Linked DNA regions of Rattus norvegicus: region 2 is linked to region 1. Evidence: chromatin contacts called from public Hi-C data. All regions are on one chromosome and are shown on one strand. The core of a region is the stretch at or near the end of the contact, and the rest is flanking DNA. Distances in the headings are between cores, read along the strand shown. Region 1 overlaps Ccser2 (coiled-coil serine-rich protein 2). Region 2 has its middle 8.1 kb from the start of Gpr15lg.

Region 1 (3,654 bases), core at 357-2,856:
TGGCTGTTGTGTGTGACATATGCTGACTCAAAGTCTTGATTATGGTGATTGAGTAAAATAAGGAAACCGCAAAGATTTAAAACTGTATATTTCACTTCAGGGTCTTCGTGGTTTTAAAAAGACCACAAAAAGCTCAATACGAAGCCCCATTGTTATATCAGCTTGACTTTTTCTGTCCTACTACCACTTAATTTTTGTCAAATGGAACCAAGCTTATAAAAGTTAGGCTGAGGGAATTTGTGCTCCAGGAGCACTCATCATCTTAATCAATTTCCACTCAAAGTGCACACTTGCTCAACTTGGAATTGAGAAGACAGCAAGAATTCTAACATTGAAAGGGGAATCAGAAACTCTTCTGCCCAAACACTATTTCCTTCCAAATGTTACCAATGTTTAGGTATCCAAACCGAGCATGCAAATGTCATTAACATGCTAAAGGCCAGGAAAAGAACCTGGTGCCACTGATGGAATAAAGGCCAAGCCTATTAATCAATACCTCGGTAGCTACTGAATAAGGTGGGATGCAGACATAACAAATAAATGCACTTTTACATAGTGCTGCTTCAAATCACAACGTTCAACTGTTTAATACTGCGGTCTGTATCGGGCCTGCTAGGAGAAAGGTCCTCAGATTAAATTAAATGAGTGGTTAGGTAAAGGCCACAGAAAATGAGTAAGAGACCAGCAATGTGAGTGACTAACATGAATGGAGTGTTGCTGGTATGGGAATCCACTAGCAGCACACACACTGTAGATCTGACTTAGTGTGCATTACTCCACCATATTTGTTCTACATATTACACATGATAAACACGTGAAACAGACACAGTACGTAAGGATGATGTGATGGTAAATCTTGACTGTCAATTTGATAAAATGTGTGATCACTGAAAAGACGCCCTTCTGGCACATTTGTGAAGATGTTTCCAGGGAAGATGAGCTGAGGAGGTGTAGTGGTTTGAATAAGTTTAGCCTCCATAGATTCATGTGTTTCCATGCCTGGCCATAGGGAGTGGCACTATCAGGAGCTGTGGCCTCATTGGAGCAGGTGTGGCCTTGTGGGAGGCACTGTATGAGTGGGTTCTGAGGTCTCCCATGCTCAAGCTGTGCCCAGTGTGGAAATCTGCCCACTGAGGCCGGCCGCCTGCAGAAGACCGTCTCCTCCCGGCTGCCTTCAGATCAAGAAGTAGAACTCTCAGCTCTTCCAGCACCATGTCTGCCTGACACTGCCTTCCTTCCTGCCAGGATGATAATGGACTAACCCTCTAAAACTGCAAGTTAGCCACAATTAAATGTTTTCCTTTATAAGAGTTGCCTTGGACATGGTGTCTCTTCACAGCAATGAAATTCTAACTAAGGAAGGAGGCAAGACTCAGCGTCAGAGTGAGCAGCCCCTTCTAGTAGGTAGCCCCGACAGAAAGAGATCCGAGGGAAGGCCAGTGCTCCTGCCTATCTCCACTTCTCCCTGAGCAAGTGTGTATGTTCATTCTGCTATTGGCTTCTGCAGCCTTCCAAACGAGACCTAGTAATGAGACTCCCAAAGAGCTTACAGGCCTTCTGCACGGGACTGAACCTGCTAAACCATTCAGATTCGTGGACCTAGCAGTTACAGACTTCTAAAAGCCTCTCCAGCATAAAGGTAGTCATTGTTGGACTATGCAAGCCCTATCATGGGCTAATAAATCTTTTTATAATACACAATAAATCTTTTATAATATATACACATTCTATTCATTCCATTTCCCTAGAGAGGCTTGCCAAATTCAGAGAGACATGCATAGAAGTTTTGTTTTCAATGAAAAATTAATTTTAGTAGTTTTGACAGGCTCCAACACAGTAAAAGAACACAGTAAAGTAAAACCAATTCTGACATCCTGTTGTGAATGAAAAGAAATACAGAGTCGCCTATGAAACACCCTTGCCTATGAAACAATCTGAAGCTACTCAAGTCTCTTGACTGTTATACCTGAGAGTTTACAAGAAAGGTTAGGAACAGGAAAATTCTAAGTAACACTGGACATAACCAGTTAAATCTTGAATGTGAAAATTGTCTACATGAAAAAGGACTCAGATTTTCAACAGACAAAGAGAGACTTATAAACTCAGAAGAAACACATTATCCAAATGAAATGTGTAGAACTTAAAAAGGATCCCTAAACAAATTCCCAGTAACAGAATTTTTTAGACCACTCAGGAAAACTAAACAAAGACTAAAAAGTTTACACACTAAGAAGTAGGGAAAGGAAAGATTAATTGGCCTTCAACTTGTAGTCTGTCAGCTTCTCGATCAGATACACTTTTTAATTTAGACAAAGCAAAGTTACTTCCTAAGGCCAGAAAAACATCAGTAGTGTAGATGAGTCTCTCCATCACTTCATGCAAGTGAACACATTAGGGAAGACAATGTGCTTCAATAGTCTCTGTGCGCGCGCCTACCGAAGCACATGCAAGCCACTCCGTGTATGGTAGCATATAATCAGAAGACAAGCATGTAACTACCTCAACTAGTGCTCAACCAGATTACACTGAACATCTTCTGAATTTCCAAGCACAGTATTGACAGTACATGATTTTTGACCTAATACTATAGAAACTGGGGGGGGGGGGGGTGGTGGTTAAGATGTCTTATTTTGTAGTTAAATATATCTTCCAAATCCCTGGGAGCAAAAGAAGCAACAAATGTTCTCTATGAATTCTATACATTTCAATTCTACCACCAACGGGGAATAAAACACGGGCTGAAAGTAAAAACATACTTAGAAATGTACAATAAAGAACATTCTCTTTTCTAGAACAATTAATGCATGTTTTCCAAAATACCAGTACAATGTTCCTCATACCACTATACATTTATTTTGCTATTTATTGGGTATCCTTGATATGTCATTACTATATATAGTATGCACATGAGTCACATACAGAGAAACTGGTCCAGCAAAGACCAAACATTAAATCACACGCAAGCGCGCATGAGCGCACGCACATACACACACACACAAATATAAAGAATGTTATTTTTTTTTTAAAAAAAGGAAATATAAGGACATACACTGAAAACTAAATCCAATGGATGGACTAAAATGTTAAGAGGAATTTTGATATCCAAAAAGTGACTGTGACATAAGCCATGACATGGTGACCTCACTTTGCTCTGGACTAACATAATTCACCTTCTCCTTTGAAGGAAGGGCCCCCTTAATTTGTTGCAATTCACTCACTCAGAGAGGTACAACTGGCTTATGTGAAAGTTTTGAAATACAGACTGAAGGAGAAATCCTACACAAAGGAAAAGATACTAAACTAAAAACAAGTCAGTGGACCATTAGAAAGACGTCTGGCAAGTTATGGTAGTGCCTGGGATCCCCTGCCTCAAAAACATACACAAGGTTTATATTACAAAGTCTGTGTATCAGTAAGTCAGCAAAATACTGGATTATAAAAAGGTGACCAGTATTACACAGATTTTGTGTCCTTGGATAAACTGAGTGATCAGACCAAACAAATCATGCAGATCATGGTCAGTGGTCCACAGAGAAAGAACAAGAGAGCTGGAGAGTTGGTTCAGAGCTATGAGTAAATGCTGCTCTTCCCAACACCCAAGACAGTGGCTCACAACCACCTCCTAAGGTGCTCCAAGGGAACTGAGTTCTAGTC
Region 2 (3,654 bases), core at 639-3,138, 180 kb after region 1:
ACACACAGGATACACATAGATACATGCATGCACCCACGTATGAGCTATGCCTGGGTGAAGATGAGAGGTTCTCACCTTTTATCACAAGGGTCTAGGAACAAACTCAGGTCATCAGGCTTGGCACCAGTTACCTTTAACCACTAAGTCATCTTGATAGCCCTCACCTCACTTCAGCTTTAGGAAGCATCATTCTACTTAAATGATTCAGCTGATGAATTATACTTAGATTTCTAGACACCCACAGTGGCATTGACTGCCAGCACAAGTAGGGTCCTGAAGACTTTACAGTTTGCATAACCACCAGACAGAAATTGGTCAGGGTCTCACGGTGGAGCTGAATTCTCTAAGTAGGTCAACTCTCACACCTGCTGCCTGTAGAGATGAGGCCAGACTTTCTTTCTCTCAGGAAAGTATCAACACTTCTCAGAACATGTTAAAATTACTTTGGATAATCCTTTTTTTTCCTGGGTGATCTTGAGTCATTGTTACTTAAAGAGTGTCTAATAGATATAGTAATCTCTCTGAGCGTCATTTATGAGTCACTTGGGTGTGCTAACATCTGAAGAGTGACTGGAGCTGTGAAGACCCACAGTGTTTTCAAGACCTTTTAACATTCCTTACCTCTAGCAAGGGTCTCTGCCTTAAGCCCTGGGTGATACATGCCAAGTGCTTCCTTTTGAAACCAGTAGATCTCTCCTGGTTACTGGCACAGTTGTAAGCATTCAGAGCCATTCATTCCTTTTTTGCAGTGTGTACCAAGATTTCCTTCAAGGACTACCAAATTTCATAGTCTTGAAAACAGATCACATTAACCGGTTAAGCTCTTAACTTCCATTCATCATCCACTCTCAATCATTCTGCATTGCCAAGATCAACCTATTCAGTGTGTTTTCAGAATGTAACTGGCTGCCTTAAGGGAGAGGAGAGTAAAATACAGACAGACAGGGGACACTGGGGGGTGGAAAGGTTCAAAAAAGGAAGGGGTAGGGAAGGAGGAAATATGGTTGGCAAGAAGTCTCCTCAAAGTGAAGGTGGCATGGCAGACATATGTGGCTGTATGGAAACTCAGGATTTCCTAACCAAAGAAAAAAGCCCCAATAGAGGGAACAGTAGAATTCAGGTTACAGGAAAACAGGGAGGATAGAGTTCTTGGGACTAAGTGAACATAGGGTGATCACTTTAAGGAGAGCGTTGAGGGGGTTCTAGCCAAAAACTAAAAAAAAATGAAGAAGCCTTATGGAAACCAACAAGTTTGTAACTGAATATATATATGAAAGGAGTTTGAACGGAATGCGCAGAAAATGCTGCTCCCAGTAACAAGCACAGGATCCCTGAGTGGTTGGTCTGGTATGCCTGGGAGGCACCCTGAGTAAGCTGTTGACATTGCTTTTTGTTGCCCACCAAAACTAGATGGCAAAACCCCATTGCTCGGGGCATACAAAAACCCAACCTTGAAATGGCCAGAATACACTACATGTTGGCTAACTTACACAGTGCTATAAAGTGGTGTGCAGGCTGCTGCTTTTTGATGCTGGACCCTGAATGCAACAATACTGACTTGTGGGCAAGATGTGGCCATTGATGCAAAGATGGGCATGAAGGTTTTGAAGGTAACCAAGGGCTTTCTGATAGAATATGAGGCCCATGCCATGACAGGGATTTTATACCTGGTACTAAAAACCTAGGTAGATGCCTTTAACTTTGAAGATCATACACCACAGGGGATAAAATCTGCTGTTTTTCCTAAAATGTCAAGCTAACTTCCAAATGTGTAATACCCACAGACTACCGCTGCTTTCAACTTTGGTCAGATAGGCTTTTTACAGTGGGTACCGGGTAATGCGGATTCTGACCGCCAAAGCTGTCACTAAGTTGGTGCTCAGCTGTGCATGAATCATCTACAGCGACCTCCAACATCCAAGGCCCGGGGAACTTCACAGGCTGTGCACAGACATGTTGGAGAGAGTGAACTGTCTGACTTCTGAACATGACTAGTATAGACTTCAACTCACAGCATGTGATTACCTGCACCAAGACCCAGCCAGTCAAAATTTCAGTATAAATGAAAGGCTCTCTGAGGTCCCACCATCCTAGAAATTGTTGGTAGTTGATGACAGCTAAGGGAGAGTCCACTCTCCACCAGGGACATGGTTGTTGCTGTGTTACTCATGCCTCTGAGTGGCCACGTAACCACATACATATGCGCAGCATCAATTGAACTCTGGGTTATTAATAACTAAAAAAGAGACCAAGTGAGAGTACACAAAGGAGTGAGGAACTAGGGGGAAGAATGAATGACTAATTATGACAAATGTATAAAACTTTCCAAGACTAAACAAAAAAAAAGAATCCAAAAACTGAACGGGTAGACAGGGGATCCTGGGGTTGGGAAGGTTGAATGAACTGAATGTATATATCACTTTGATATTTGCGTGTCTCCAGAACATCCCAAAATGAATTAAAAAAAAAAAAAAACAAAATCCTTCTATGTAATCATTAAGGGCGTGTGAGAAGACTGCAAATGATAAATTTCCAGTTTTGCCTAAAAACCTATCATTTTGCCTGTCAACTCCATTTTGTGAGGGAAATAAAGTCACCCACTCACCCATTATATATAGTCAAGATCCAAGGTATCAGGTTTTCCACTTGCATAACTACTACCCAACCACACACATTTTATTTGACTCATTTTACAGTCTTTATTGCTCCAGCAATGACACTAAACACTGTAAAACGCTGCCATTAAAATAAAACAAGAGCCAAGGCAGGCAGAATGGCCCAGTGGGTAAAAGGTGCTTTCCTCCTCAACGACCTGAGCTAAAACCTTGAGAGCCAAGATGGTGGAGGGAGCCACCCTCATATGCCTGCAGGACACCATGGCATGTGTGTACCCACACATGTAAAGGAACCCTTCATCTTATTCATTTCTACCTGACACTACTGTTGAAATCCTACTTTTTTCTTTTCATAACTATATGAAATCAAAGATTAAACTTTGGGTTTTAACCTGCTACTGAAAACAACAGGTCCTTTAAGATTTCAACTTAACATGACAGTGATACTTTATGGAGACTAGAACAAAGACAGAAATTAGGCATTTGGATTTTACTGCAGGGGGTAAAAACCAACTGCAACAGCTAAAATTCACACAATGCCCAATCATAGCTGCACTAACCCCACAGGGGGATGTTGTCTCCATCTTAAAGTTGAGGGAACTGGGCATGGGAGGTTAGGTCATTTGTCTAGGGTCATATAAGAAATCAGTCACGATCCAAATGAACGCAGGCCATCTAGCCACAGCTCTCCTGTCTTACCAGACTGCAGTAATGTACTGCATGGTAAAAGCCCAAGTTGTTTTTCTATTCAAGACTCTGGTGAGATGGACTGAACATATCATGTAGAAAAAAAGTATAGCGTTAACCATTTGGCTAGAAATTTTATTTCAGAAATAAGCATTCAGTGTACTTTAAAGTGATTAAAAGTTATTTATGGATTACTGTAATAAATACTTCTCAAAAATAGTTACTCTGTAAATACACATACAAACTTCAGTGAAGAACTCCTTGCCACAAACAAGTGATCTGTATCAAAATCTGATGTCACAGGGAAGCTGAACGGTGGCCTGGACGGGGGACAGAATGCTCAGGGAGTCTA

Evidence for each region. Hi-C and Micro-C count contacts between places; a contact is called where the count stands out from the background.
Region 2: a Hi-C map of the A7r5 cell line shows a contact between it and region 1, with 2.5 times the contacts expected there. The contact joins two enhancer-like sites. A contact is called at or near these places in 2 of 12 Hi-C or Micro-C datasets (the A7r5 cell line and Schwann cells) and 1 of 1 datasets of contacts at active chromatin or transcription factors (oligodendrocytes).

What each region holds. Positions count from the first base shown.
Region 1 is chr16:12,724,590-12,728,243 of GRCr8, forward strand. The region is part of intron 1 of Ccser2 (coiled-coil serine-rich protein 2); the gene reads right to left. Among named protein-coding and RNA genes, the nearest start is that of Ccser2, 20 kb to the right of the region's middle. Within about 2 kb of position 1,607, at least 11 of the 93 cell types and tissues checked have an H3K27ac peak or open chromatin away from gene starts, as enhancers often do. A contact at or near this core is called in the A7r5 cell line, where this site is marked.
Region 2 is chr16:12,902,388-12,906,041 of GRCr8, forward strand. No RefSeq gene overlaps it. Among named protein-coding and RNA genes, the nearest start is that of Gpr15lg, 8.1 kb to the left of the region's middle. Within about 2 kb of position 1,889, at least 6 of the 93 cell types and tissues checked have an H3K27ac peak or open chromatin away from gene starts, as enhancers often do. A contact at or near this core is called in the A7r5 cell line, where this site is marked.